Linked DNA regions of Anser cygnoides: region 2 is linked to region 1. Evidence: chromatin contacts called from public Hi-C data. All regions are on one chromosome and are shown on one strand. The core of a region is the stretch at or near the end of the contact, and the rest is flanking DNA. Distances in the headings are between cores, read along the strand shown. Region 1 holds the start of AHCY (adenosylhomocysteinase). Region 2 holds the start of EIF2S2 (eukaryotic translation initiation factor 2 subunit beta).

Region 1 (2,700 bases), core at 163-2,662:
CAGCTCCCCCCATTAAGGACGAAGCTGCAGGGCTCCCACCTTGGCTCCACAGAGATAATTATTGAAGCATCATTAGTCACAGGTCTGTACAAAAGGTTTCCAACAGTCTAGCTCGGGGTTGAAAATACTGCACCTGCATACAGGTATACAGTATACACAGTATACAGACTCCAGCCTCACCTACAAGATCAAGGGCCAAATGGCTAACACCCAGGTGCTCTACCCCTCAGCATCATTCAGTGCCAAAAGGCCCTGACACTTTTTTTTTTTTTTAAATCTCTTCCAGAGATTTCAGGAGCTTACTGTTTCATTACAAACATGGTCAGCTATATTTCATTCAGCTACCTAGTGAAAATGGGCCCTGGAGAGCACTCAGGAACACCAAGCCAGAGTGCCCAGGTTCATACTGACAAGCTAATTGCATTTTATCCCAGAATGAAGCCCAGGGCCCACTGAAGCTCCAGGGCCTGGCCATTACAGCAACCAGGTCTGAAAAAGCCTAGGAAATGGATGGGCATTGAAATGATGATGACAGGGGTGGGCAGGGACTTTCTTTAATCTCACCCATCTTAAAAGCTCAGCAGTCTTACCAGGGGCTGCTAAAAGAATCTCCTGGAGTATTTCAGGTTTGTAGCTCTCACATTCTTTCCTCCAAGGCAAATTGTTTTTATGAACTAGAACCTTATGGGCTAGTGTTTCTGGTCTTAATCTTCAAAGACCACAAAACTCTTTAGAAAAATGAGTGGGTTTTTTTTTTGTTTGCGTTGGTTATCGTTGTTGCCATTTACATGAAGGTTCAAGATTACAAACCTACCCACTAAAATCGTTGAGGGGTGAGTAAGATAGGCCCCAGATTTAAGGGCACTTTCCCTTCGCAGTGCCCGGCGCAGGGCTCCCGGAGGGGAGGCAAAGCTGGCGCAGGGCTGCGGGGGCCCCGGGGCAGGCGGGCAGCACGAGCACAGGCGGAAACCGCACTCGTGCTTCCCCGCACCGAGCCCCGGCGGTTCGGGAAGCCCGCTCAGCCCGCCCGAGGGCTCCCCAGCTCCTCCTCGCTGCCGTTTGGCCGCGCAGCCCCTTCCCGCAGCTCCCAGGGGCTTCCCAGGCTCCGATTCCGCCGGGCGCTCCCCGCCCGCGCCCCCCGGCAGCTGCCATCTTCCCCCGGCGGCCGCATCCAGCCGCAGCCCCCGGCCGGCGGAGCCCCGGCGCGGCCGCCTCCCGGAGCGTGGCGGCGCCGAGCCCGCGGGGCGCACTCACCCACTTTGTAGGGCAGCTTGTCCGACATGCTGCCGGGCACCGCGGCCGCCGGAAGAGGAGGCGGCGCCGGCCGCGGGCCCGCTTTAAGCAGAGGCGGCGCCGCCGTGTGTGTGCGCGGGGCGGGGCCGCACCGGCTCGCGTGAGCCGGGGAAGCGGCCCCGGGGGGGCTCTGCGGGCCCCCGGGGCAGTGGCGACCCCCCAGATCCGATGCCCGCCGGTAGTTGGAGCGGCCCGGCCCGGCCACCAGCCATCGCCAGGACCGGCCTTGGAGCGCCGCCGGCCCGGAGCAGGCCCCAGGCCCCAAAGCAGAGCTGGCCGCGGAGCCGCTGTGGGCGCAGAGCGGGCTGTGCTCCCCGGCCGGCTGGCCTGGGGCGTTCCCCACACAGTCACCTCCCTGGCCCTGCTGGCTGCACTATTCCTGATACAAGCCAGGATGTTGCTGGCCCTCCTGGCCACCTGGGCACACTGCTGGCTCATGTTGAGGCGAGCATCAATCAGCACCCCCAGATCCTTTTCCTCTGAACGGCTTTCGAGCCACTCTGCCCCAAGCCTGTAGTGCTGCATGGGGTTGTTGTGCCCCAAGTGCAAGACCTGACACTGAGCCATGTTGAACCTCATCCCATTGGCCTCTGCCCACCCTGTCCGGGTCCCTCTGCAGGGCCTTCCTACCTTCTGGCAGATCAACACTTCCCCCAACTTGGTGTCATCTGCAGTCGTAGTGAGGGTGCACTCAATTCCCTCATCCAAGTCATCAATAAAGATATTAAAGAGGATGGGCTCCAACACCAACCCCTGGGGAACACCACTGGTGACCAGCTGGATGTCACTCTGTTCACCACCACACTCGGGGCCTGGCCATCAAGCGAGTTTTTAACCCAGCACAGAGTGTACCTGTCCAAGCCATGGGCTGCCAGCTTCTCCAGGAGAATACTATGGAAGAGTGTGTCAAAGGCCTTGCTGAAGTCTAGGCAGACTACGTCAACAGCCTTTCCCTCATCCACCAGGCGGGTCACCTGGTCATGGAAAGAGATGAGGTTGGTCAGGCAGGATTTGCCTTTCATGAACCCATGCTGACTGGGCCTGATTCCCTGGTGGTTCTACATACATTGCATGACTGCACTGAAGATGACCTGTTCCATCACCCTTTCTGGTACCGAGGTCAGGCTGACAGGCCTGTAGTTCCCTGGGTCCTCCTTATGACCCTTCTTATAGACAGGCGTCACGTTAGCAAGCCTCCACCATGACCACTAATAGATGATGGAGAGCGGCCCAGCAATCACGTCCTTCAGCAAACTCCCTCAGCACCCTTGGGTGGATCCTATCTGGCCTCATGGACTTGTGACAGTCCAGGTGGAGCAGCAGGTCTCAACTGTTTCCACCTGAACTGTGCGGAGGTTCTTCTGCTCCCCGTCCCAGACTTGCAGGTCGGGAGGCTGAGTACCCCGA
Region 2 (2,700 bases), core at 99-2,598, 150 kb before region 1:
TGCTAGACAAAGCAAACCAGAGATGTAACTTTATTACACTAGATATTCCTGATCTCAGGTGAGTATCAGAGCAAATGCATTAAGCAATATAAATAAAGTGACACGAACTAAATCTAAACCAGTAAACTGCAGACTAGCTGCTCTATGCTCTTATGGGCACCTGAAATAGAAAGCAGCTGATGCAAGGGTCCTTATTTCCTAACCTAGACATTAGAAGTGCAGTTGCAGGCACACAATTAGGCATAAAAATGCAGCACATTCATTCCAAGCAGCTGGATGAACCAGCCTCAGCTACCATTAGAGTAATAAGTACGCTAGTTGTTGTTTATTATATCAGAAAAGGTATGACTCGTCTGTCACCAAGGTTAGTGTGACTGTGCTCTGCTCATATGGAGAAGAGCCACAGAGGCATTTTAAGCAACACCAGTGAAAAGATAAAAGACCCAAAGCAGCCATGTCATGGATTCTGCCAGCGCAGCTCCCAGCAGTCACCCCTCAGGGTGCCCATAACCTTGGGCATGGAGAGCTTTCTGTTTCCCCAGGAGAGCACCTGAAATGAGGTTACTAAAGGTACAACACACAAACCCTACAACGTTTGAAAAACTCCTCAGACATTGGCATATTCGCTTCCCTAGGCGTGTACACAAGGAACCACCACAGCTGGATAGCTTTCGCTTATCACTCGTCGAGAAGCAGCTTCCAGGGTCAGAAGACGAGATACTCAAGCCCCAAAAGCAGACGAGCCGCCAGGCCACGCGCTGAACACCGCTCGAGGAGCACGGCACGGCGGGGGGGGCGGGGGAGGGGGGCAGCCTGCCTTCCTCCCGGCCCTCGCTCTGCCGCCGGGCGAGGGGCGAGGAGCTCCGGGCGAGGCCGGGCCCCCCTTCAGGACCGGAGCCGCCGCCCCCCCTCCACGGGCCTGGGCGCGGCGGGGAGAGGCCCGGCAGGGCCCCGAGCCAGGCAGGCGGCGGCCCCCGGCCCGGTCCCCGCCGTGAGAGGCGGCCGCGGGGCCCCCCCCAGCTCCGGGGCAGCGGCCGCCAGGGCCCGCGGTGAGGGGGGGGGGCGAGGCGCCGGCCCTGCCCCGGGGCGGAGGCCTCAGGCCCGGTCTCCCACATGGCGGCCGCGGCGTAGGCCTCGGGCCCGGCTCCCCCATCCCCGACGGCGGCGACCGCCGGGCCTCACCTCGTCGCCCGACATGGCTGCGGCCGGGAGCGGAGAGGGACGAGGAGAAGGAGGAGAGGAGAGGGCGGGAGCGGGGAGCGGCGGGGCTCAGGGACGCGACCAGCCCTCGCCTGCGACCGCCGCGCTCGCCTCTTGCATCAGCGCTCCCCTCCCCCGCAGCGCCGCGCCTGCGCGCCCCGCCGCGGCGCCGGGCGGGAGCCGCCGGGCTGCTGCTGCGCATGCGCGGTCGGGCCGTCCTCCCCCCCCCCCCCGGCCGCCGTTAGGGGTCTCTCCTGTACGGCCCCCCCCCCGGGAGCGCCGTCCCAGTCCCAGCTGTGGGGCTGGGTGTACTGGGACCTGCTGGGTGTACTGGGACTTCCCTGCCTCCAGCCGCTGCCCCCCTGTCTCCTCTGCCCTTCTCCAGGCGCTTGTACGCCCCGCTGAGATCCCCCTCAGCCTCCTCTTCGTTGGCTTCACGGCCGCAGCTTCGCCTCCTGTGTCAGATGCACCGACGTCTGAACCCGTCGTTTTCGTTCCGTTTCCCTTTTAATAGCTAATAGGAGAACTTGGTGCCAATACACGACAGGCTTACCACAAAGTGCACGTTAACATTCTGTCCCCAGACCAACTCTGTGGAATTAAAAGGTCGTCAGTTCCATGCCAGCTGTAGTGCTAAAGCAGAGCCATCATCCAAAACTTTGTTATAGGGGTTTTACATTTTAATATTTCCAGGCCATTTACATTTCTGGAGCCCCATAACTTACTACGTCATGTAAACTTGAACTATTATTTTTACATTAGCTGGAGATTATGCACAGTACATCATTTAACTTTTTAATCAGCTGCAAGAAAAGACTGGTCATCTTGTCTATCTTCGATCTTCCTTTTGTCTACCTTTCTTGCTTGCCTTTGTTCAAAATGATGACACCCAGCCTGTTCCGTACACAAAGCCATCAGTCTGGAGGTACTGTGAGGACAGGATCAGTTTTAGCTCTTCCCAACATAACTAAAATATGTTTTCTAAAAAACCTCTGAAAGCCAAATTTAAAAGATTACTTTTCTCTCCTGATTCCATACCACCACCTTTCTCTGGGAATTCAGAGCGTTTGTGTCTTTGTCACTTGCTGTTATGTGATAGGGATATCATGGGTTTAACACTTATCATGAGACAGGATAGCTATAGTTTATGTCACCCCACATCTTATTTGTCTAAGCTGTTCTTAAAAACCACCATGGACAGAGGTTTTCTCTGCAGCCTGCTCAAGTGCCTGATAAATTTCATCTTTATTGCTACCACTTAATCCAATGCCAGTTGTAATGTCCCACAAGGATACAGAGGGTCACTGTTCGCGGTGTGTCAACCCACGGTACTTTGGAATATTGCTGTGCCTTTTCCTGTCCTGTCCCCACAGTCTTCTCTTTCAAAATGTGCAAAATCCAGCCCCTCCAGCCTTTTTCAGAGGTCTTTTCTTTTGCTTCTCATTTTCTTTGCTCTCTTCTGCACCTTACTTACATACGTGTTTCTTAAGTGCAATGCCC

The links. Hi-C and Micro-C count contacts between places; a contact is called where the count stands out from the background.
Region 2: a Hi-C map of liver shows a contact between it and region 1, with 1.9 times the contacts expected there. The contact joins the promoter of EIF2S2 here to the promoter of AHCY in region 1. A contact is called at or near these places in 2 of 7 Hi-C or Micro-C datasets (both in liver).

What each region holds. Positions count from the first base shown.
Region 1 is chr16:10,707,829-10,710,528 of Taihu_goose_T2T_genome, reverse strand. AHCY (adenosylhomocysteinase) reads right to left here and starts at 1,412. Exons shown (of 10, transcript XM_013189264.3): 1 at 1,255-1,412. The coding sequence starts at 1,282.
Region 2 is chr16:10,859,491-10,862,190 of Taihu_goose_T2T_genome, reverse strand. It overlaps EIF2S2 (eukaryotic translation initiation factor 2 subunit beta), which reads right to left and starts at 1,348. Exons shown (of 9, transcript XM_048072512.2): 1 at 1,183-1,348. The coding sequence starts at 1,197.